Regions from separate parts of the Macaca mulatta genome. Here region 1 is linked to region 2. A link is a contact called in public Hi-C data. All regions are on one chromosome and are shown on one strand. The core of a region is the stretch at or near the end of the contact, and the rest is flanking DNA. Distances in the headings are between cores, read along the strand shown.

Evidence for each region. Hi-C and Micro-C count contacts between places; a contact is called where the count stands out from the background.
Region 1: a Hi-C map of fetal cortex germinal zone shows a contact between it and region 2, with 1.8 times the contacts expected there. The contact joins the promoter of ADGRG5 here to the promoter of DOK4 in region 2. A contact is called at or near these places in 5 of 14 Hi-C or Micro-C datasets (CD4 T cells, cortical neurons, fetal cortex germinal zone and 2 more).

What each region holds. Positions count from the first base shown.
Region 1 is chr20:53,127,289-53,132,419 of T2T-MMU8v2.0, reverse strand. It overlaps ADGRG5 (adhesion G protein-coupled receptor G5), which reads right to left and starts at 3,482. Exons shown (of 19, transcript XM_077986210.1): 1 at 3,320-3,482; 2 at 3,024-3,202; 3 at 608-718. CCDC102A (coiled-coil domain containing 102A) reads left to right here. Exons shown (of 9, transcript XM_015126250.3): 2 at 3,453-4,184. The coding sequence starts at 3,600.
Region 2 is chr20:53,075,722-53,080,793 of T2T-MMU8v2.0, reverse strand. It overlaps DOK4 (docking protein 4), which reads left to right and starts at 3,683. Exons shown (of 8, transcript NM_001266155.1): 1 at 3,683-3,927. The coding sequence starts at 3,862.

The DNA.
Region 1 (5,131 bases), core at 2,233-4,732, 52 kb before region 2:
CCGCAGGCTCTCACATTGTTTTTCTTTTCCAAGAGCTTCTCTATGTGGAGCTAGGCCAGGAAAATGAGGAGTGTGTGTGTCTGCGTGTGTGTGTGTGTGTGTGTGTGTGTGTGTGTGTGTGTGTGTATCTACTTCTGGGGATGAGCATGTCTCCTTGCATGTCCTTGTACCTGTGTGTCAGTGTGCTGGCATGTGTGTGTCTTCAGGTGTGTCTGTGTCTACAGGCGAATGTCTCTCCATGCACCCGTGTAGTTGTGTGTGCCTGTTGGTCCATCTGAGCATATGTGTATCTGCCCCTGGGTGTTCTCATCTGTGCATGGGATTGCATGTCTGTGTGTGCACAGATGTTTGTGAACACACACGGGCATCAAGGCCAGCGAACTCACTGCACAGGTGGAGAGACTGAGTCACAGAGGCACAGGCTGCTAGGGATCTCCCGGGATGTCAGTGCCTGGATCTGTATGGCTGTATCTGGGTGTGTGACACAGATGTTATCAGGGTCAGGATGTACACGTTGTGTTTATGGAACTGTGGGTAGTAAGAAAGCAACGCCAAATACTCAAATACCCCAAACGATTAAAATGCAAATTCTCAGCTCCACACCTACCAAACATGACTCTCTCGGGTATGGGGCCAAGTGTCCGGGTGAATCTGAAGGATACCCTGATGAAGAAGCAGTGGTCTCTCTCACACATCCTCCCTTCTACACATGGGGAAACTGAAGCCCAGAAAGGGACAGTGGCTTACATAAGGTTGGTGTCAGAGCTGGGCCTAGACCTCATGCATGGTAAAGGCAGACAGACAATAAACGAACAGCAAATGGCCTAGAGAAATGCAGTGGGGTCTCTGAGCAGCATGGAGGAACCTTGACAAAAGGTCATGAATTTTTAAAAATACTGCTCCACCTAGTGGTGTAAACCTCCAATGCCTGGCTCCACAGTTGAAGGTAAGAGCGAGCAAAGCAGTGGAGGGAACAGGGTTGGCGTTTGCCGGGACAGTCCACAACAGAAGGGGCCTAGGGCATGGAGGGTGCTGGCAAGGGAGAGATTAGGAGCACCGAAGGTGAGCTGGGAAGGAGAGGGACGTGGGGGGTGGGCAGTGCAGTGGTGGGATCAGTGGCTTGTGGCTCCTTGCTAGGATTGGAGAGTATTTGGAGTTGAGTCCTAGAGGGAGTAACCTTAGAATTGAGGCTAGGGAGGAATCAGTATTGGTAATGACACAAGGGGTGGCCACCAGAGTGGTCAGGTTCTTATAAGCAACTCTGGCTGTTGCTTTTGAGAACGGATTTGAAGGAGGCAAAAGTGCATGATGGGCAGGGAGGTGGGTGTGGGTACTGTTGCCCAGGTGAGTGAAGGTGGTGTGGACCCTGACAGGTTAGTGACTGTGGACAAAGAAGGTGGATGGAAGGTAGATGCAAGGCAGACAGACTGACAAGGTTTGGTGGTGGGTGGGGGAGGAGAGAAGGCAGATTTCAGGGGCCCCCACAGCTGGTAGGAGTGAGGAAGTGCCTTCTCTCGGAGGAGCACCCAGAAGGAGCTGGTCATGGGGGGAATGGAGGCAGCAAGTTCCATTTTGACCAAGACGAGCCTGAGTTGTCTATCAGGCATCTGGATGGAGGTATGGCAGGCTCTGAGGGCAACCTGGGCTGGAGAGAGACTTGGGGTTGAGGGTTGAGGACATAGCAAGATGGCTCGGGCAGGGATAGCGTGAGAGGAGAAGGGGGCCCAGGGCTGGATGACAGCAGCACTCGAGGGTTAAGCCCAGGGGGTCCACCTGGGAGGCTGACGAGCAGCTAGAGAGGAGGGGAAACCTGGAGAGGAAGACGTGGAAGAAGTGAGGCAGGGAAGCAGGTGGCATGGTAGGTCCACAGGGGACACCGTCACAGGGGCCTGGAAACCAGCCTGCCATAGGTGGCTGGGTGGCAGAGCACCAAGGAGGTAGATGGAGTGGAGACAGTAAGTGTGGACCACTTTGGAAGGGCCTTAAAAGGAAGGAGCCAGGGGAGGGGAGAAGAAGGTGCCAGGAGACACTTCAGCAGGGGTAAGGCCCCTGGAGAGGATGTCACTGGCTAGGGTGGGACAGGCAGGAGGGGGCCTTCGGCTCAAGGAGAACCCCTCTGTCCTCTTAGGGGCAGAGAGGAGGGAGCCGTGGGGCTTGACAGCTTCCTTTTTCACTGCAAACCCTGACATTAGATCATCTGCCAAGAATGAGGTGGGTTAGAGATTGGAAGAGGGTGGAGAGGGGACACAGAAGGCTGCCAGGCAGCCTTGGGGACAGCCAGTGCTGAGAGTCCCACCGACAGTGCACTGATCACTCAGAAAGGGTGAGTCTTAGGGGCAGGCATGAAGATCTGTGGACCAGGGCTCTCTGCCTAATGGGGATGGAAAGGTGTGATGTCCCAAGGGGCTATTGGTGGGTGGCAGTCAGCAGAGGCCACAATGGAGGGAGACTGGGTCAGACTGGGGACAGAGAAGGACATGCCTCTCATTTATTTTAAGGCAGAGGCATGGCCCATAAATGGCAGAGCCCATTGCTGGGCAATGGGGAGGCTGAAGTGAGACACAGAGAACAAGAGAGATGTTTGCAGTGAGTCAGGGTGTCAGGGAGGGGTGGTTCCAGCAAAGAAGGGGAGGGAACATCCTGCTGTACTCTCAGAAGCCCCTGCCATCTGAGGACTGGTTTATTTCCATCATCATCCCCAGCGCGTGCATTCATTCAGCAAATCCTTACTAGAGTTTGCATTTGGACTCATAGATACCATAAATGGAGGTAATCATTTTCCTCACCTCCACTCTTTAAGGAATAAATGAGATCGTTCACCTAAAGCCCTGGGCATAATGCCTGGCTTGTGGCCTGCCCTCCACAAATATCATTGTCATCATGTGTTGGGACTAAAACAGTGGCCACGACCCAGTCCCGGACCACAGCAAACTCTCACAGCCTTGGGTTAAGGGTACAGAGCAGACACATAAAGGGCAGGGTAAGTTAGTGCAGTGATGGAGACACATAAGGGGCTGACAGACCTGGCCTGAGGAGCTCCAGGAGGGCTTCCAGGAGGAGGTGATATCTCAGAAGAATTTTAAAGAAGTTAGCCCAGTGCAGGAAGAGGCAGGGAGCGGACTCCTGGCACCAGCCCAGTGCCCCTTAGTGGGTCCCGTGCGGAAGTGGGACAGTAGTATAGTATAAGCCATCGAGATGGGACCTGGATGATAAAGAACAGATCAAGGTTTCAGATCAGCGCCGCTAGGTGAAGGGATTGGAATGGGAGTCTGGAGGCCACTGAGGAGGCTTTTGCGGGCCTTTGCGCCACCAATCCTGCCTCACTGGGACGCTCCTGGAACAGAACTCACTCCTCCCACCTTGGCCGTTCGGTTCTCTCCGCCTGGCCCTTAGCGCGGCTGATCTTCCAGACTGACGGTGGTCAGTCCAATAACGGTTGCGTTCTCCCGCAGGTCCGAGGAGGCGTCCTCCGCCCTGTGGCCTGGAGAGAAGCGGGGCGCGGCGCCATCATGCACAGTGGTATCGCGTCCGCCGCGCGTCCCCGTAGCCGCCCCTGAGCCCGGCCGCCAGTTCGAGCCCAGGGCCCGCCCGGCCGCACCATGAGCCACGGGCCCAGCCCCCGGCTGGCCGAATCCCCGCAGCTGTCCAAGGGTAGCCTCCTGACCATCCTAGGCAGCCCGTCGCCGGAGCGCATGGGGCCTGCCGACTCCCTGCCGCCCACGCCGCCCAGCGGCACGCCCTCGCCCGGGCCGCCCCCCGCGCTGCCCCTGCCCCCCGCGCCCGCGCTGCTGGCCGACGGCGACTGGGAGAGCCGCGAGGAGCTGCGGCTGCGGGAGCTGGAGGAGGCGCGGGCGCGGGCGGCGCAGATGGAGAAGACCATGCGCTGGTGGTCGGACTGCACTGCCAATTGGCGCGAGAAGTGGAGCAAGGTGCGCGCTGAGCGCAACCGCGCGCGCGAAGAGGTGCGCCAGCTGCGCCAGCGCCTGGACGCGCTCACCAAAGAACTGGCGGGCGCACGGCGCGAGCGCCAGGAGGCACAGGGCGAGTGCGAGGCACGGGGTCGCGAGCTGGCGCGGCTGAGGGGCGCCAGAGGCGTCGCCGACCAGATGCGCGACGGCCCCGAGCCGGAGGCGGAGCGCGAGCCAGTGCGTGACGTCGGATCCGAGAGGCCGCCCAGCAGCCAGGTGCGCGGCGCGGGCGGGGCGTTCGCGCCCCAGTCTCGAAGTGGGCGGGGCCGATTGGCCTGAGCTGCTGGGCTCAGAAACAAGCTAGTAAAGGCCTGGCCTCCTGGAGGTTTCACTTCTCCAGGTCGGGTTCTACCCTTGTGGGGCCTCACATCATCTTCCTTCCGGAGACCTCAGGGTGGAGAATCCCAAGTTCTGTGATACCTCCACTCCCACACCTGATAAGTCAACAGAACCAAGGAATCATCCCCTTTGAGCAGGAGAGGGATCCAGCAGCTTGCCTGGAAGTTAGCTGATTCGTAGCAGAGCTGAGTCCATTGATTCAATCAGAGCTGAGCGGTGGGGGAAATCAGGGCACTGGGATCACAAAGGAGGTCCCTGACGCAGGCTTCACAGAAGCTTTCCTGGAAGAGGGCACATTCAAGCTGAGACTAGAATGATAAGTAGGAATTAGCTGTGAAAAGTGCCAGGAGGGCAGGACGACGTGACTCGTACCTGGAGTACCAGCTACTTGGGAGGCTGTGACTGTGGCAGGAGGATCCCTTGAACCCAGGAGGTCGAGGTTGCAGTGAAATATGATTATACTGCTGCAGAGGGCACCCTCTCCTGAGCCAGCAGGCCTGTTACCAGAAAACCACCTAGGGGCAGGGTCCAAGCTCAGCTCCCCAGCTCTGTCCCCAGCTCAGTCCCTGGACAGGCCAACTCTTCCAGATAAGACTGCCCCCTCCTCTCTCCTGCCCAGCCCCCTCCACCCCATAGGCTAGCTCGGGCACTGCTGCCTCCTGTGGCTGAAGTCCCCTCTTCCCTGGGGCGACCTGGTGTTTGGAGGTGGTGTTCACTGTGCACAATGCGTTCCTGTCCTGTCCTTGTTCCAGTTGTCCATCACAGGCCAGAGGGCTGTGGGCAGTCGCAGGAGCCCTAGGCTTGCAGTCTGAGTTTGTCCTCCA
Region 2 (5,072 bases), core at 2,434-4,933:
CAGGGGCTACTTCAGCCCGATTCCTGGCCTGCCCAGCCTGAGCTGCCCTCCACTTTTTGTATTTTTTTAATTGATTTTTTTGAATTTTTTTAGAGACAGAGTCTCACTCTATTACCCAGGCTGGAGTAAAGTGGCTTCATCACAGCTCACTGCTACCTGGAATTCCTGAGCTCGAGTGATCCTCCCATGTCAGCCTCCCCAGTAGCTGTGACTACAGGCACATGCCACATGCCCGGCTAAGTTTTTCATTTTTTGTAGAGACGAGGTCTCTCTATGGTGCTGGGGCTGATCTTGAACTCCTGGCCCCAGGTGATCTTCCCACTTTGGTCTCCCAAAGTGTTGAGATTACAATTGTGAGCCACTGTGCCCGGCCTGCCCTCCACTTCTTGCTGTCCTATTGGGCCTTCACAGGCTCAGCTTGGGGGCTGCCTCGCTTGCTTAACACGGTGCATTCCTTCTGGAGGATGGTGGGTTGGTTCTGGGCTCCCCCCACCACTTGACACCACTGCCTGTCAAATTTATGGCTCCACCTATTGGCCCTGACCTTTCCCTCCTCTCCATTCCCAACCCCCCTTTGCCACACCATTTTGGGTCCTAGGTTAGGTCTTGCTCTTGCAAACCTCATTAGGGACTAAGTGTGGCCAGGGGTCCCTGTGACTCAGGGCCAGAGTAAGCTGGCAGGACTTTGCCACCCAGCCTTCCCGGTGAAGGTTACTCTTCCTGCTGGGGACCTGGGGTATGGGACAGGGACAGACTGCCTATGGACAGATGCAGCAGGAGCACTCCTGAGAGCTTGGGGCCACAGTCCCTGGTGGGGCGACACTGGGAAGGAGCAGGCTGGCTTCTGGTGGTTTCATCGCCCTGTCTGAGCAGCAACTCTTGAAAACTATATCCCTTGAAGAAAACAATGTATATATATATAGCCCTTGGAGTTTTCAAGGTAGAAGCTCTAGCCAGGTGCGGTTGCTCACACCTGTAATCTCAGCACTTTGGGAGGCCAAGCCTTGTGGATCACTTGACCCCAGGAGTTCAAGACCAGCCTGGGCAACATGGTGAAAACCCATCTCTACAAACAAGTTTTTAAAAATTAGCTGGGCATGGCAGTATGTACCTGTGGTCCCAGCTATTCAGGAGGCTGAGGTGGGTGGATCACTTGAGCCTGGTTAGTCGAAGCTGCAGTAAGCCGTGATCGCACCCCTGCATTCCAGCCTGGGTGACAGAGAAGGACCCTGTCTCAAAAGAAGAAAAAGAAGGCCAGGCACGGTGGCTCATGCCTGTAATCCCAGCACTCTGGGAGGCCAAGGCGGGCGGATCATGAGGTCAGGAGATCGAGACCATCCTGGCTAACATGGTGAAACCCCATCTCTACTGAAAATACAGAAAATTAGCCCCACGTGGTGGCGGGAGCCTGTAGTCCCAGCTACTCGGGAGGCTGAGGCAGGAGAATGGCATGAACCCGGGAGGCAGAGCTTGCAGTGAACCGAGCCAGCCTGGACAACAGAGTGAGACTCCGTCTGAAAAAAAAAAAAAAAAAAGAAGAAAAAGAAAAAGGGTAGAAGCTGTTGTCCCAAGTGGGCAGGCAAGTGCCTCATGGATTCATTTCCTCATTTAAAGTAGGTAGATTTATTCACTTTTTTTTTCCAGTGGGGAAATTGAGGCACAGCATCTTAAGCGGCTTGCCCAGGACCACACAGCCAGCTAGATTCACACTCCAGGCTGTGCTATGTCTGGGCTGCGCTGGATGAACCCGAGGGGCCCAGTGGCTTCCTGTAGACGTGTTCTGATAGGGGGCTTCCACACTGTGGACCCACAGCCAGTGGCCAGCCTGCTAATCCTCTTGGAGGGGAACTCCTGAGCTGGTCCTTGCTCTGGGGAGAAGGCAGCCCCAGAGGCAGGCGGTGAAGACAGAGATGAGAAAATTGACCCATCTCTAGCTGCCAGAGCCCAGGTGTGGCAGAGTGTTGGGGATCAGTTGCCAGTGGGGGACCCCAGACCAGACCTTATAGGAGGAAAGTAGACCACCTAACTGTGGGAGGGTCTTGGACCCCAGGGAGCTGGGATAGAGGCAGTGAATGGGCAGGAGTGGAATTGGGGGGTATCAGGGTGCAAGTGGGATAGGGGAGCACTACCCTCTCTGCCCGTCCCTTGTTTGTGTGTGCCCACTGGGGTAGTCCCATCTGTTCCTTGTTAGGCACTCAACAGACAGGCCTCCAGGACATTAATTAATGCCAAGCTGCTGGGACAACCAGCAGCATGCCTGCCCCAGGGCCCCGTTCTGGCAGCACAGATACCCAGCTGACCCCAGAAATGCTGCCCTGTTCCCACCCGGTGATCCTGAAGACACAGGGGCCACATTGCTGGCATAATCCTGCCCCTGAGGCTGGATGGCAGGGAAGGCTTAGGTGGCAGGCAGCCAGAGATGGCAGTAGGATGTTCCCCCTCAGACTGGCCTCCATCACCACCCTGGACCTTCTCCTTCATCCCTGGCTCTGCCCCAGGCCTGCTGTGTGACCTTAGTCATGTAACTTACCCTCTCTGGGCAACTTTCTTTCCCCATCTATAAAATACAGGGGTTAGACTGGGTCATCACTGAGGTCTCCCTTTGAGTTTGAGTCTTTGTTATCTGTAGATCCGCCTGATTTGGGGTGGCCCTGCTGGTATGCCCATTTCCTGCTCCATATTTACCTCTCTCTGGTGTCCCACACTGTCTCCTGCATGTCTTGTTGCCCCAGGCCCTGGCTGGTTCTCCTATAATTAACTCCTGCCCATGCTCAGGACATGGAGGCCCGGCTTGGCTTGGCCAGACCCAGTGGCCTGTTGGGACCTGGGCCCCACCCTCACGGACTGGCCAGCGTTCCCAACCCCAGGGCCAGGGCAAGGCGTCTGCTCCCACAGTGGCCACCTCCAGCCGGCCCAGCACATTCCTCAGGCTTATCTGGGGGCCCGCCCCACTGGACTCTGCCCTCCCACCCAGGAAGCAGCACCCAGAGCTGTGTGCGGAAGAGTTGCAGGGCCTGGGAGCAGACCCTGCGTGAGCTCAAGGTAGTGATTCTTAGCCTGGGGCTGGAGAGAAACAGGTAGAGGACCGGGTCCGGCAGGAAGGCAGAGGGGTTTGTGGGGGCTGCTGAGCTGACTAGGCAACTTGTCTTTAACATTGCAGAGCGTGGGGTTCACTCAGACACCCAGGGGTCATCTCCTGGGACCCCCATCCCCCATCTCTGGGAAGCGCTTGCCCCTACCCCTGGGAGCACTTGTACCCAGGAAGGGGCTTTTGCTCTTGGCAAGTTGCCCTAAATTTGCCCCAGAGTTATCACAGTTGATGGGGCCCCAAGCCCGAAATGCTGAGGAACAGCACTCCCCGCCACTTCCCTTCCTAGGTCCCCACCTCCACAGCAGGAGCCAGAGCCAGTCCTCCCAGGAAGGGGTTAACTGCCAGCCCCAGCCGTGAGGGAGGGGACTGGGCTGGACCATTTTCCTCACTGCTGCCTCCACCTCGGTTTTCCTGAATGGTTCTGTCGTCCTGGGGTGGGGAGGGAAGGGAAGGAAGAAGGGCGGGAGGAAGGCGGGAGGGAAGAGGGAGGGAGGAGTGTGGGAAGAGGAAGGAAAAAAGAGAGCGAGACAGCGAGAGGAAGAGAAAGATGTCACTGCCTCTAATCTCCCTGTCATTTTTATTTCCAGCAGGCGCCGGGCGAAGGAGCTGCTAGAACAATGCTGAGGCGGGGGAGGTGAGGAGCAGCCCCTCGCCCGGCAGCCCCGACAGAGTGTCTGGAACAGGTGATTGGAGGAGCCGGAGACCCAGGCACCTGGACGTTCTTCCCCTCGCCTCCGCCAGGCCCCGCGCCCCCAAAAGGTGGGAAAAGCATGGCGACCAATTTCAGCGACATCGTCAAGCAAGGCTACGTGAAGATGAAGAGCAGGAAGCTCGGGGTGAGTGACCCTGACCTGCGGAGGTGCCCTGCCAAGGGAGGGGGTCCCGAGGACTGGGTCCCAGGCACGGAGGCATGGTATGTGGGGCATGCGGCTGCCCGCCGGCTGCCGGGCATCGTGCATCTGTGGTCTCGGGGCTCCTCGCCAGCGTGCTGCCTGGCATGTGCCTGGGCTGGGTTCTGTCTGCTGCAGCCCCCGCCCCAGAGGGCTGGCTGGCATCCCAACAGCTGGGCCAGTGGTGGTGGTGGTGGCAGCAACGGTGGCCGCCGATGGGCAGGCGGCTCCCCTGCTATTGTTGAAGTTGTCACCACAGCAGCAGCAGGAGCGGCTGGCAAGGCCGGGCTGTGTCTGAGCTGAGAAGCAGCGTCTCACTTCCCCTGGCCTCCTCTCCCTTCCGTTTGGCCCCCACCCCCGGCCTCCCCTCACCTCTCCTGGCCTCTTTTCTTTTAGGTCCTCTCACCTTGCTTCCTACTGCTTTCCGTGTACAGATATTTAGTATATTTCAGATTGTTGTTTTCAATGTTAAAGAAGTGTTTGAAAAGGGGAGTGGTTGGCTGGGGGGGATGGGGTGGTGTGAGGCGCTGAAGCTGATATTTATGTGGTTTCCAAATGAGAACTTTGGGCAGAATGGTCCAGTGCTCTGGGACAGGCTGCTTCCCTCCAAGTTGTTGGCTTGGTGCTTGGCCCTGAACTGGGGGCTTGGAGGGGCTATAGAGAAGAGGTCTCACTGGGCGTGCATCCTGTCCTACCCCCTGTAGACCCCCAACTGGTGATAGACCCCTCAGAAGACAGGAGCAGAGGGGATCAACTTCATGATCTCGGTGAGGCTGTCTGAGAGCTGCCTCTTTTCCTCTGCCAGGCCCCCCTGCCAAAGACAGGTCTGGCAGCTAGCTGCCCCTTCTCCTGTAGGAAGGACAGCCCTGGTGACTGAGGTCACCCAAGTCCCGTGTTTGACCCCGGACTCCTATCCCTCTCTCCCTTTTCTTTCCCATTGCCTTGAAGGGGTGGGTGGGCTCAGGCTCCTCAAGGGTTTCTGGCTCAGCCTGAGGGGGGTGGGGGGCATGCGGAGTGGCAGAGGGATCTGCCACCCGGCTTCCCTACCTGGTTACCAGACAGAGCAGGGCTGGCCTTGGAGAGGGCGGTTC